2 separate regions of the Mus musculus genome follow, and region 1 is linked to region 2. Evidence: chromatin contacts called from public Hi-C data. All regions are on one chromosome and are shown on one strand. The core of a region is the stretch at or near the end of the contact, and the rest is flanking DNA. Distances in the headings are between cores, read along the strand shown.

Region 1 (6,914 bases), core at 3,130-5,629, 38 kb before region 2:
CGGAGCCGTGCCATGATGTAGAGTGAGGCTGAGGTTTGTTAATCAGGGCCACAGTGAGGACACAGAAAGGAGGACACAGAAAGGAGAGAGCAGCAGCCTGCATGCCCTCTGTGGGAGGAACGCTCAACTCTGTATGACAACTCCGATTCACCGTCATAGCGTGTTATCTAAATAACTCTGAGAAGGCAAGGCAGGTCTCCTGGGTGCAGTGCTAGAACCAGGGGCCTGTGACTAAGGGGCGGGTGATAGACTGGATAATTGCTGTTTCGGGCTGTTTGCAAGGCTATACATCTTGGAGACAGAAGAACGGAAGCGGATGACATATTTGTAATATGTATGTGTGTCCGAACTCTCTCACCAAGCAGCCATGTTGAAAGACAAATTGACAGAGGCTGAGAAGGAGGAGGTCCTGGTTGGTGGAATGGACCATCACGGACGGGGCAAGAGCAATTGGTTTTGTTGTTGTTGTTGTTTTGTTTGTTTGATAAAGGACCCAGAACCTGATAACTTCTGAAGCACCTCCAAGTGAACCATGTCGTTCCGGACCAGAAAGTCAGTCCGATCCCTTATGAAATTTCCCTAAGGATCTTGCACCATGTGTGAAAGTTGGAACATTTCCCCCAAGAGCTCTCAAGGGACAACAATTGTCTTTAGGTGCATAAATGACACAGTGGCCCAAGGGGTTCACTGGAGTGGTTTTGAGTCTTATATCAACCACAACCACCACCACCACCTCCACCTCCACCACCTCCACCCCTGTCCAGCCTTTGTTTGGTGATAAACGGTGATGTGGAAGAGTCTAAGGTGAAATCAGCCCTTCTGACCACAAGGTGCTATTGGCATGTTGCTTTCTCATTACAATAGAAACCCAAGGCCATGCCAGAAACATGGAATACCAGAGCAAATACCTATATTTATGAATGTAGAACTTAATTAATGTCCTGTATTCTAAATTACTGTTTACTTGTGCTTTGATAAAAAGCTGAGCATTTAGTATCCCATATTTAATGTTACTTATATTCCTCAGTCTGATGCAGTGAGAGATGTGATCTGGGACTTGGGAGCAAACTTCAGCCAGGGCTAGCCCATGGGTACCTGTTGCTTTGACTCTACTCTGCCCGGAAAATGAGATTTACCAATGAGACAGGCAAATACACACGTCTCAGAGGACATTCCAGCCTTTCCATAGTATTGTGAAGTAGATAAGCTAAATGAAAAAATGCTTCTTCACCTCAAGTTAGTAATTAAACTTTTCACCCATCTTTCCTCTATACATTATACATAAGTTTGGTTGGTTCACATTGTTGGTCCGTTGTAGACAATGTTCCCTACAGAAACCACTTTCCTCATAGCTGAGATGGAGGTTCCATTTCATCATAAAAGTTAATATATAGTATTCTGAGTATCAGCTTTTCATGAGCTTGAAACCTACCTCAATTGCAGTTTCGACTCCCTTAAAAACTGGGTGTTTCCAGCCTTACGATCACTGTTATTTCACAGCCTTGGTTCATGTAGTTGAGCGGGAGGGCTTTGTTTCCTCAGTGTTTATTATTTTGCTATACTGCATAAGTTTCTAAATTAATGTATTGCAACATACCACTGCCTCCTCCAACATAGTGTGTGCATGTGAGACAATATCTTATATAGTAACCTTACAATACTTTGAAAGATCTAAAAGACAGAGACAGCCAGAAACTCATACGAAATGGAATGAAAAACAAAATCCATATTTAGCATGGCATTTCATAAAATTATTCATATTCTTCCAGTGAGCATTAATAATTTAGAAACTCAAAATTGACATATTTATGAATGAAGTTGAGTCTATACAGCCTATAGAATATTTCTTCTGAAATCTTTTTTGTTTTTGATTTGTTTTTTTTTTTTTTTTTGTTTGTTTGTTTGTTTTTCGAGACAGGGTTTCTCTGTATAGCCCTGGCTGTCCTGGAACTCACTTTGTGGACCAGGTTGGCCTCGAACTCAGAAATCCGCCTGTCTCTGCCTCCCAAGTGCTGGGATTAAAGGTGTGCGCCACCACCGCCTGGCTCTTCTGAAATCTTTATTCACACAATTATACACAATTACTGCAGTGACATTGGTGATGTAATCAAAGCTTAAAGAATGTGATGTTGGTGCTGGAGAGATGGTTCAGCGGTTAAGAGCACTGACTGCTTTTCCAGAGGTCCTGAGTTCAATTCCTAGCAACCACATGGTGGCTTGCAACCATCTGTAACAGGATCTGATGCCCTCTTCTGGTGTGTCTGAGGACAGCGACAGTGTACTCACTTATACAAAATAAATAAATCTTGAAAAGGAATTTAAAAAAGTGATGTTATTCATTAACTAATCAATGCCAGCAGTGTATACACATCATCATTAGAAACATTTTTATATGAGAAAGATAAAATGAGGAACAAAGTTTTTTGACAACTATTTTAATTAGTTAAAAAACAATTTTACTTCTGATCTCAGTTTCCCCTCCTTCTTCTCCTTTCAGATCTTCCCGAGAGTCAGAAACAGCCCTACTCCTGCTGAGAGGAGTCCCACATGAAGACCAAGCTACGCAACTATAGCATATGTGCAGAGGGCCTAGGTCAGTCCCATGCACTCCGAGTCATGATTTCTGTGGACTCAGAAGCTTTGGACCAACAAATGGTGTAGCTTTCTCTCACACTTTAACCTTCAGATTTGCCTAAACTACCTTCCCCTGTTGGCTTCTTCCAGTGATTGCGATGTCCACTATCAGAAGGACTGAGATCTGCATTCAGATGAACTGAGTTAAAATGCAGGCTTGCTCCAAAAATGTACTTCTAAAACTGCGCTTTGGGAATACAGTTATGTACACACAATCTCAGCTTCAAGGGTAGTCAGTGTGAAATGCTGGTAAGATAAATGATCAAAATGTCCAGGGGCAGGTCACTTGCTAAAACAGTAAATAACATCATACTGCAGAGTCTATGCTGTGCTTGACAGGTGTGTGGGAAGGGAATGCCTGGCACAGGCGGAAACCAAAACACCAAACAAACTGGTAAAGCCGTGTTGCCAGTGTTGCATTGTCCTTGTTCTTCAAACGAAAACTACAGCTGGTTTTTGCTACTTTCTGGGTTCTTCCTTCTCCCACCCATTATCCCCCCAGTTTCACACTCTCTCTCTAGAAAGGAGAGAAAGATGGATAGATGTGTATGAGAGAAAGATCTGTGAGTATAATTTCTTTCTTCTTGTTTCTTCTTTGTGCATGACTACTAACAAACTACAAATACTCCCCCTCCCAGCCCCCGAAAGACCATCAGCGACCAGCCCTGCCTCTCAGGGCCCTGTCATTTGTGTACGCTCTGACAAGTTCCCAGGATTCCAAATGTCACGCAATCACGGAAGCTATCTGCAGCTCGCTATGTATTCAGCTCTGGGAGAGGAGGAACAGGTCACAGCCAGCTGCTGTAGACAACATCCCCAGACTCCCACAGCTGGGATTAAAATGAAAACATATTCTTATAATATTTGTTTTTTTTTTCAAGAAACCAAAATTCCAGAATTGTCACTACATTCCGCCCCGCCCCTGCTTCTGTATCAAGCCATTAATTGGGTTGTAGCGGAGAAATTAGAAACAGAGACGTTTTCAATGAAATAAGTGCTTTTCGGGTCAGTGGCCAAGTTTTTTCAGGAGGCCTTTCCTGCTCAGTTCAGTTTTATCAGTTTTGATGATATCCACAGCTTTTCATTTCCTGAGGAAATATAAACAAATCTACATTCCCAATGGAACACCTTTGCTGGTTTCCGTTCTGATGTTAACATATCGTTATAGTATATGGGCTGATTTCATTCCACAGGTTTTTTTTTTCTCTATAATCCAGTGTCTCTCAGCTGCTGTTCTTCCTTTCTCATTAACATTCAGAAAATTCAAAGTGAGCAGAGCATTATTTTGTCTGTCCCTGGGGTCTTTATGCTCCCTTTAACTTTTATAAGCATTTCCTCTAAGGTGCAATTGGACTGCATAGGGGTGTGTGGTGTACCTGTAATGTGCTTTATATTACAGTATGCCATGTTCTTTGATCACCCACAATGACATAATCTCAGCATTAATATATAGTGCTACAATTTCTACTGGATTTGTTCCTGACAATTGACATAGTCTTATTCTACCTTTTATGATTAAAGAAGCAACTTTTTCTATGAAAGTCTTTAATTTCTTACTTTGTTTGTGTGCTAAAAAAAAGTTCATTCCGCCGAGCAGCACCGGGTAGCTAGGGCGCACAGTCATCTGACTCCCGCCAGCTACCCACAACACCCGCCAAGCGATCTTAAGACTTCTGGTGAGTGGAACACAGCATCTGCTCCAATCCAATCGTGCGGGACCTGAGACTGAATTAGTCAGGGAAGCAAAAACCCGGTCTGAGTAGGGGCACAAGCCCCTTTCGGTCCGAGCAGCACCAGGGTAGCTAGGGCGTACAGTTGGCTGACTACCGCCAGATACTCACAACACCAGCCACGAGATCTTAAGAATTCTGAGGATTGGGATCTGCCCGGCACGGGAGTGCTTTGCCTGAGCATCAGCAGCAGACATCTCGGTTCCGGGACCCCGCCGAGTGTATCCTGCACAGACAGCTGGCCATTTTCCCGGCCAGAGGATAGGGATCTGCCTGGCATGGGAGCATTTTGCCTGAGCATCAGCAGCAGACATCTTGGTTCCGGGACCCCGCCGAGTGTATCCTGTACAGGCAGGTGACCATTTTCCTGGCCAGAGGATAGGGACCTGCCCGGCACAGGAACGCTTTGCCTGAGCATTGGCAGCAGACATCTTAGTTCCGGGACCCTGCCAAGTGTACCCTGCACAGACATCTTAGTTCCACGACCCCACCGAGTGTATCCTGCACAGCTCTAGAGATTACCAGATGCCGAAAGGCAAACGTAAGAATCCTACTAACAGAAATCAAGACCACTCACCATCATCAGAACGCAGCACTCCCACACCACCTAGTCCTGGGCACCCCAACACAACCGAAAAGCTAGACCCGGATTTAAAAGCATATCTCATGACGATGGTAGAGGACATCAAGAAGAACTTTAATAACTCACTTAAAGAAATACAGGAGAACACTGCTAAAGAGTTACAAGTCCTTAAAGAAAAGCAGGAAAACACAACCAAACAGGTAGAAGTCCTTATAGAAAAACAGGAAAACACATCCAAACAGGTGATGGAAATGAACAAAACCATACTAGACCTAAAAAGGGAAGTAGACACAATAAAGAAAACTCAAAGTGAGGCAACGCTGGAGATAGAAACCCTAGGAAAGAAATCTGGAACCATAGACTCGAGCATCAGCAACAGAATACAAGAGATAGGAGAGAGAATCTCAGGTGCAGAAGATTCCATAGAGAACATCGGCACAACAATCAAAGATAATACAAAACACAAAAAGATCCTAACTCAAAACATCCAGGAAATCCAGGACACAATGAGAAGACCAAACCTACAGATAATAGGAGTAGATGAGAATGAAGATTTTCAACTTAAAGGACTAGCAAATATCTTCAACAAAATTATAGAAGAAAACTTCCCAAACCTAAAGAATGACATGCCCATGAACATACAAGAAGCCTACAGAACTCCAAATAGACTGGACCAGAAAAGAAATTCCTCCCGACACATAATAATCAGAACAACAAATGCACTAAATAAAGATAGAATATTAAAAGCAGTAAGGGAGAAAGGTCAAGTAACATATAAAGGCAGACCTATCAGAATTACACCAGACTTTTCACCAGAGACTATGAAAGCCAGAAGAGCCTGGACAGATGTTATACAGACACTAAGAGAACATAAATGCCAGCCCAGGCTACTATACCCGGCCAAACTCTCAATTACCATAGATGGAGAAACCAAAGTATTCCACGACAAAACTAAATTCACCCATTATCTTTCCACGAATCCAGCCCTTCAAAGGATAATAACAGAAAAAAACCAATACAAGGACGGGAACCACGCCCTAGAAAAAACAAGAAGATAATCCCTCAACAAAACTAAAAGAAGACAGCCACAAGAACAGAATGCCAACTTTAACAACAAAAATAAAAGGAAGCAACAATTACTTTTCCTTAATATCTCTTAATATCAATGGACTCAATTCCCCAATAAAAAGACATAGACTAACAGACTGGCTACACACACAGGACCCAACATTCTGCTGCTTACAGGAAACCCATCTCAGGGAAAAAGACAGACACTACCTCAGAGTGAAAGGCTGGAAAACAATTTTCCAAGAAAATGGTCTGAAGAAACAAGCTGGAGTAGCCATTCTAATATCAGATAAAATCGACTTCCAACCCAAAGTTATCAAAAAAGACAAGGAGGGACACTTCATACTCATCAAAGGTAAAATCCTCCAAGAGGAACTCTCAATTCTGAATATCTACACTCCAAATGCAAGGGCAGCCACATTCATTAAAGACACTTTAGTAAAGCTCAAAGCACACATTGCACCTCACACAATAATAGTGGGAGACTTCAACACACCACTTTCATCAATGGACAGATCGTGGAAACAGAAACTAAACAGGGACACAGTGAAACTAACAGAAGTTATGAAACAAATGGATCTGACAGATATCTACAGAACATTTTATCCTAAAACAGAAGGATATACCTTCTTCTCAGCACCTCACGGGACCTTCTCCAAAATTGACCATATAATTGGCCACAAAACAGGCTTCAACAGATACAAAAATATGGAAATTGTCCCATGTATCCTATCAGACCACCATGGCCTAAGGCTGATCTTCAATAACAACATAAATAATGGAAAGCCAACATTCACGTGGAAACTGAACAACACTCATCTCAATGATACCTTGGTCAAGGAAGGAATAAAGAAAGAAATTAAAGACTCTTTAGAGTTTAATGAAAATGAAGCCACAAC
Region 2 (7,641 bases), core at 4,366-6,865:
TCTCAAAGCCCAGAGGCAGTCTTTGCTTCAAAACATATCCTCTGCAGACAATGGGTTGATGCCAAATGCAGGCAATTCCACTGTATGTGAAGTGGAACCAGACCTCAGGCATGTGGTGAGCCAGTTTTTATCCCCTTTATAAGGTAAGAAGGAGGGTGTTACTGAGCACTTTCTGTTGGAACCATTGTTAAAGAGCTAACGGAAGGACCCCATAAATATTGGCTAAATCTCAAGAAACTGTTATGTACAAAACAGTACTTCTTTTAGCAGGCTCTCAATTCTCACGAATCTCTCAATGGGTGCTTCCACATACTTATGGCCAAGCAGACAGTGGCATTAACGAAATGAATATGAAGCCCTCAAGTGATTTTAAATGTCCTCCTCACATCATTACAAAATACTACCAGTTGTATAACAGGAATAAAAGTTTAGTTCTATAGGGAGGCTTGGAAACCAGTCTGTGCGTTGGGTGACTGTCTCAGCCATAGCACTTAAGTAGACTAATTGCTCTTTGTGCTCACAGAACAGTAAGTGGCATAAATCAGTTGAAAGGAGAATAACATTGCATCCATGCTTGATTCCATACTTTCTTCTTCTCCTTAAAAATGTCTACATATCTGATTTATTAATATTAAATATTATCAAAACACATTGCAGAAACTGTCATTAAGTCAGACCAACAAATGTCCTGAAAATATACTCCAGCAGCTGCTGTTTCTTCAGCCGTTCCTCTGAGACACCCTCTTGCAAGGAGAACGCTCCGAGTGGTCTCTAATATCTGCCCTCCCACCTTCCCCACAGCACGCCATCATGGCCAATAGATAAGCCTTATCAATAGAGTGCTTTATTCCTAGGATAGCAGCAACTCTGTATTGTTGGAATACACCAAACACATGGCTCTGGAGTTTCAGACGCCTACAATTTATGGGTCTGTTCATCACCGGGGAAGTTTGCTTCCTGTGGAGAAAACAGAAATAAAACGTGAGTAAGCTCTCATTTGCAGCAACATGTACAACAATGCACGGCCTCGCCTGTGTTTGGTTTTATGACGGCTCTATTATTTCGAAACATCTTTTGTGTTTCAAATTTTGAAAGAAAAGTCTATAGAGAGATTTATCTGGCTTCTCTTTAAAAAAAAAAGAAAGTCTCTCTGTACAAGCCTTTTCCTGGAATTTGGAAAGTTCTCTTTCCTCCCAAAGCTCATGGGTGGAATACTGACAAAGGCAGAGTTAACTGCTCTAGGGATGGACGACAAAACTAATAGCAAGGGATGCTGTCCACTGGGACACTTGAGGCAAACAAAGATCATGAGCTCCAACATGTCTGGGTGCTGACTGAGAAGCAGGGAAGGACGGCCCTCGTGCTTTGGGCTATTTGTTTACACTCTGTTCCTGGAGAGCTCCCAGTGTAGACTAGAGATCCCAGTGTAGATCATGAAGATGGGAACAACATCTGTCTTCCAAATATGTGACAGTTTAGTCCTTCCGCAGGTCTCCTTTCTTTACAAATGGGAAATGTGAAGATAATTGTGACTATCTTAAATTTTGTCCAAAAATCAAGCAGCGTTTATCTTTAACCATCCCGAAGGACAAGTTATCACTTTTCATGCACACATTAAAACCAGCAATTTATATATTTTATTTTTAAAATGTCAGAAAAACCTAAGTTTCAGCAGGTAATCCTTTGATAAATTGATGGACAGGATGGTCATTGAAAATCAGGAAATGGGAGGTCAACGCTCTGGAATTATACCCTGGAAAACACTACTAAAATGGTTCATGCGTGACCGTTCATCTCCTCATGTCCCTAGAAGGGGGTGGAGTGGGTGGGATGAGAATCCTATGATTCTCTGTTTTCAGTTACACTGGTTTCAGTGTTGACCAGCAAATGTTTAAGTCCACTGAATAAGACATTTATAAATTTGCACTTTAATTCTGAATGTTTCTTTTATTGTGTTTTATAAGTGTCTAACTAAGAAAGCCAAACATTCGTGTAAATCAATGGTTCAAACTTTCCAGTGCTGCCACCCTTTAGTACGGTTTGTCCCCCAAAGGGGGCATGGGCCACAGGTTGAGAGACTCTGATATAAATGGTATTTATATTCTTTCACTCATAATTCCACCCTTGTTCATCTCAATGCTCTGTAACTTTTATAAAACCCCACTTCAACACAAATGCAAACTAGAAGAAAACCTGACCTTACAGATTTTGATTTTTGATTCTGTATCTTCAGATACCCTAGGAACTGAGTTAGAACTGCGTGGGCGTGCTCTGCTCTGCTGTACGCTTTGGTGCTGCCCACTAGGACTTGCTCTTTCTGGAGAACACAGAGTCTGGAGGAAGCGCAGAGAGCTCAGATCTTGCCCGGGATTGTCACTTCATGGTCCCAGTGTTCCAGACACCTCTGCAGTGCTTACATAGCACAGACTGCTTCGTGGGTGAAGCAGAGTAAAGTTATGAGGTAAACTTCCTGTGGCGACTGCCAGAAGCCTTGAGAAGATCTGGGCAACTATCTCCTGGGTTTTATTTCAGCTTATTTCTATGTCATTGTGTTACCTCACCATTATTTATATTCCAAACAGGTAATTCTTCTCTTGTGTTTCGCTCGCAGACTAAAAGTATACAGATATTTGATGACACGGAAAGTAAAATACAGAAGATGAGCACTCTCTTGCTGTGGCTTTGCCCTTTTTAAAAAATATAGACAAAGCAAGTCAGCCCTAATATGTGTGCATCAGGACCTCCAAAACCTGTGACATCACATAGGTGGGACCTACAGACCTGTTACCAAGACAACAGCTACCATGTTCCCAGAATCCACTTGGCTTTCCTCCCACCTTTACCTATGTTACTTCATTATCTATACATATAAGGGGAATGCCCCTCCCCCCCTTTTTCCCCTTCTCTTTCTGCTGCCCCTCCCCTACCCCACCTCTCCCAATAAACCTCTTACATATGGAACTGTTTGGGCCCTGTGTGCTGTGTTCAGACGCGAGCCGCTATTTTAACACATCAAGCCCTTTGCTGGTTCCCTCTCTCTATGCCACAATGCCCACAGTGACACCATGACACACCCTTGCCATCATGCACATATCTCAGATTCAAGGACAATTTTGTGCAAATACAAATTGATATAGGTTTTTGGTTTTTGTTGTCCTCTTTATTATTATCATCTGTACACATTCCCTGGGGATGTGTACTAACGTAACATGCAAATCTTCAATACATTATAAGAAAGAACCTGAATTTAAGAAAAGTTAACTCACCCCTCCTTACTATTTTTACATCTGTATAAAGGGCCACTAAACAGTACTTTAAGGATTTCTGTTGTTCTTAAACACAGGTTGCTGAGTCTATGCATCTTGGGGGGCTGTCCCCTGAGATTCACATTCTAGTGAGGTCTCTTCTGTTAGTATTTATCTCAATGCCAGAAAACGTAATGATTTTTAAAAACTTTTTCATAGTAACTTGCTCTCAAAGGCAGAATGGGGAAAAAAAGCCATTGAAATGTTTAAATGCTTTGTTCTTAAGGATACTCATATAAAAGTGTCTCCTCTTTTTTACTCCAAAGGAACATTCATAACAAATTAGAAGGAGGGAGGGTGGGCAGCCTTCCCTCTTTATTACAGGCTGAGGATAGAGGAGTCTATGGTTAAATCCTGGACCAGGTGCTTATACTGTGTACTATCGCCAGTGGAAAAACAAACAAACAAACAAACAAACAAACACAGTCACAGCAGTTTACACTGGAATGCAGTCTAGATCAGAGCCTTCAGTCAAAACAATTCAAATGCAGCTATTTTCATACTAAAGAAATATTAAGGTCTCAACACTTCAAAGCCTGAGGAAGGAGAGCGCCTGGAGTGTTTCTTACTGCTGAAAGTGAGACATCAGGGCGTACCAGGGGCCAAGGATGTCCTGAGGACATCAGGAAGACCCAGCAGGAGACAGTCCAGGTGCGTAGCGGCCTAAAGCTCAGAAGCTACCTACTTTCAAAACGGGAAATGGCCGCAGTGTAAAACTGCAGCCAGGAAGTATTTTTGTACTTCAGGTTTCTTCCATTTTAACTACAATAAGGCGGCAGGGAGAGAGTTAACTTAATGACCTTTCCGGGCACTCAGATTCAACACTAGGAGGGCACATGGGTGCCTTCATTCCGTAGGAGCTATACATTAACCATGAGCTGCGATTGGCCAGCACCCAGCTTAGCCAGCAGCACGCATAAACACAAACCCCACCTTCCAGCTTCCTGGCACTCACCTGGATCAGATGTCAATCAGGCAGGTCCCTGTAATTTCTGGCTGGGGGTTTCTTTGGCCTTCTTGCAGGTAAACAGCCACTTTATGATACGGGCGTTCCTTTCTACTACCGAGGTGGTGCTAGGCACCTGCTCCAGGAGTTCCTCTTCTTGCAACCCGTCCTCGCTGTGCCTGGAAAAGCTACTATCAGAAGCAGCCATGCTCACGCTACGCACTTTGAGTGTAACACAGTCGGATCCAGCAGAAAAGTTCTCCCTCCCGAGAGCCTCCACTACGTCAGGGTCCAGGCCACAATACTTGAAGAAGGTGTCGGACTCAGCCTTGGCTATCGAGTAGCGGGAGCTGAGATCTGACTGAGAGCGCTGCAATCCTTTGCTACGCGACACCCGCAGCTGCACACCGGAGCATCCGACAGGAACCCTGGGAGCCACTTCAAAAGGCAAGGCTGGGGACTTCACAGCTACTACAGGGGTTGGAGGTGGTAACATAGAGGCTGGTCTGGTGGCTGCTGCCTGGCTCGACTTAGTCCAAGTGGCCTCTGTTTCCTTCGTCGTCTTATCTTCATTCGCCACCCTGGTCTTCTCAGCTGGGGACTTCACGGCTACAACAGGGGTTGGAGGTGGTAACATAGAGGCTGGTCTGGCGGCTGCTGCCTGGCTCGACTTAGTCCAAGTGGCCTCTGTTTCCTTCGTCGTCTTATCTTCATTCGCCACCCTGGTCTTCTCAGCTGGGGACTTCACGGCTACAACAGGGGTTGGAGGTGGTAACATAGAGGCTGGTCTGGCGGCTGCTGCCTGGCTCGACTTAGTCCAAGTGGCCTCTGTTTCCTTCGTCGTCTTATCCTCATCCGCCACCCTGGTCGTCTCAGGGGCCACTGCCATTTTGTCCTTGCCAGACCCCTGGAAAAACTTCTTCATCAGTCCCACTCTGGAACAGTCTGCATCTGACCCTCGTACGAATTCACATTTCTGCCGATAGATGACCAACGAATCAGGTCTCAGAGGCTTTCGAGCGATAGCCCTGCGTGCTACAGGAGCTGGGGCAAGAGCCGAAGGGATCGGGTTGCGGTGCTGCACCCCTGGGGCCTCAGGGACCCTGTGTTCAGATACAGGACCCCGGCTAGATCCCAGCGTGCTGCGAACATACTTGGCGCGGTCCGCTGCCAGTCTCTCCACAGCGCTCTTGTTCGCTGGCCGCGGGGTGAGAGTGTCCTCCGCTGCCCTGGGGTCCCCGAGAGGTGGCCGCATTCTAGCAAGCGAGTCCAGGGTCGGCAGGGCGCGCATTCTTGCAGGACTCGAACCCACCAGGCTGGTGTCCAGTAGAGACTACTTAAGTTCCGGCGCCACCCTGCCCGAGTCCGTTCCGAAGTCCGCAAGGGGTGGGGAAACACGCCCTACGGCCCCTCCGCCCAGATCCGGAGTTGGGGCGAGCCAGAGTGGCTGGGAAAGGTGAATCATTCCGGCGCCAGCTGGCTCCTCCCACCCAGGACTTGAACCTCCTACACCTGCTGTCCCCGCCCCTTACCTTTTGGTTTCCCGGGCACGAACCCACAACCCCACCCCCAGCCTCCTGTCAGGTGCCCTATCTCTTGTTTCCTACTTACTACATCCAAACATCCCTTGTCTCCAGCCAATACTCGCAAATCTTCTCCTCTGTCTTACCGTCCCCCGACCCCACACTCCCTCTTCTGGAAGGTGGGGAAGTTTCACAAGGTGAGGCTGCGAGGGACCAAGCCTGCTTGCTCAGCGCCAGGCATCTCAGGCTTCCTTCTAGCTTTCAGAGTCTTTGAGGTCTTTCTTTACTGGGGGCTCAAGAGTCCAGAGATAAGGGTCAGAAAGAAGCGCTCCGCCCAGCCCCCCCGCATCCACCTTTACACATACACACAAACAATATGTCCTTTTAATTCTTAAAGTGACCTCATTACATTTGGAAATTTTCCGTTTTATTTCTGTAGTTTTTTTTGTACGATTTGGAGGAAATAGGGTACGAAAGAAAACATTTACCATGTCAAGATTAGTGTGGGCTGACAGAACCCAAGAACCACCTGAGACCCGACTTAAATCCACAAGTCATTGGCTGGTGCCACAAGTCTCATTACCATATTGTTGTTGTTATTATTATTAAGAAAAACCCTAACACCTGTAAGAATCAACCCTGGTGATTAGAAAACCTAGGGCTTGCCAACAAGGGAAATCAGCCCAAGATTGTAGAAAGCTTAAGAAGATATTTCCAAAATTCCATCGATCATAGAGTTGGACAGAAGACTGAAAGTATCTGCCAGACAAGTGAAATGCTCACGTTATCTCCTTTGTGGGGGCGGTCTTGGGTCTTGGGTCGTGCTGACCAGTCCAAGCTGCAGTTAAATGCTCTGGACATACAGTTGCAGGGTTTAGTCCAATTCTTTCTGGAAAAGAGCTTTGAGTGCCATTGTACCACAGGAGGGGTAGAGAAGCCTTCCTAAAAAGAGAGGCGCATAGCAAGTGTGTTTAGTGAGCCACGGGAGAACCACGTGGGGACCCAAGTCAGCCGAAAGTCAGAAAGTCAGACTGTCCACATAGTCTGGTTGGAAATGAGGAAATGAGATACCTTTTTTTTTTCCTTGTTGGAAATTGGGTCGGTACTCAATAACTTATGAGGGTCAGAGAGAAATAAAGAGAATATAAGACAGAAGACCCAGAGAATGAGTACCTAGAATGGGTTACTTTCTCCCATGGAGTCAAGAAGGCCTACACACCACGTCTGGCATCTATGTCAGAGGAAGCAGCCCTCCCACTTGAGGGAATCCTTGTTGTGACTCCTGGCAAAGGCAGCTATGAAGGGACTGTAAGCACCTATGCCCTTCTTATGTCTGAACTTGGCATCACCATCACTAATCACTTATTTTTGGAAAGGTAGCCAACCTTTCTTCTTGGGTCTTTGTTTTGTCATCTGTTAATCCTGTTTCCATGTTTCCAGTGTCCATTCTGATTCAGAAGGTCTGAGAACTATGATATAGCAGATAGAGGGGTAGAGGCTAGGTCTGTGCTCAGCTTCCTGAAGAAGCTGAAACACAAACTATTGATCGTGTAAAGTACTGCTCACTGTGTTCATCTGCTGGCTTTCCAGTTAGTGAGATGGTGTCTTAGTTAGGGTTTCCATTACTGAGAAGAGACACCATGTTCAAACCTACTCTTACAAAGGACAACATTTAATAGGTCCTGGCTTACAGGTTCTGAGGTTCAGTCCATTATCTTGGCAGGAAGCATGGCAGCACCCAGACAGGCATGGTCTAGAGGAGCTGAGAGTTCTACATCTTGTTCTGAAGGCGAATAGGAGAAGACTGGCTTCCAGAGAGTTAGGAGAAGGGTCTCAAGGCTCATGCTCAAAGTGATATACTTCCTCC

Evidence for each region. A called contact is a pair of places that touch in the nucleus more often than the background predicts.
Region 1: a contact with region 2 is called in a Hi-C map of embryonic stem cells, with 2.0 times the contacts expected there. The contact joins the enhancer-like site here to the promoter of Fam110c in region 2. A contact is called at or near these places in 1 of 15 datasets of contacts at CTCF or cohesin (the NIH/3T3 cell line), 3 of 484 Hi-C or Micro-C datasets (Sertoli cells, brown adipocytes and embryonic stem cells), 1 of 115 datasets of contacts at active chromatin or transcription factors (embryonic stem cells) and 2 of 9 other capture datasets (adipose tissue and liver).

What each region holds. Positions count from the first base shown.
Region 1 is chr12:31,109,201-31,116,114 of GRCm38.p6, reverse strand. It overlaps Gm40361 (a long non-coding RNA gene), which reads left to right. Exons shown (of 4, transcript XR_872642.1): 3 at 2,498-2,593. Among named protein-coding and RNA genes, the nearest start is that of Gm40361, 9.4 kb to the left of the region's middle. Within about 2 kb of position 4,379, at least 1 of the 459 cell types and tissues checked has an H3K27ac peak or open chromatin away from gene starts, as enhancers often do. A contact at or near this core is called in embryonic stem cells, where this site is marked.
Region 2 is chr12:31,071,942-31,079,582 of GRCm38.p6, reverse strand. It overlaps Fam110c (family with sequence similarity 110, member C), which reads right to left and starts at 5,615. Exons shown (of 2, transcript NM_027828.2): 1 at 4,261-5,615; 2 at 1-957. The coding sequence starts at 5,542. The coding sequence ends at 4,277. It overlaps Gm32443 (a long non-coding RNA gene), which reads left to right. Exons shown (of 9, transcript XR_381422.3): 7 at 855-981; 8 at 2,234-2,461; 9 at 2,612-2,955.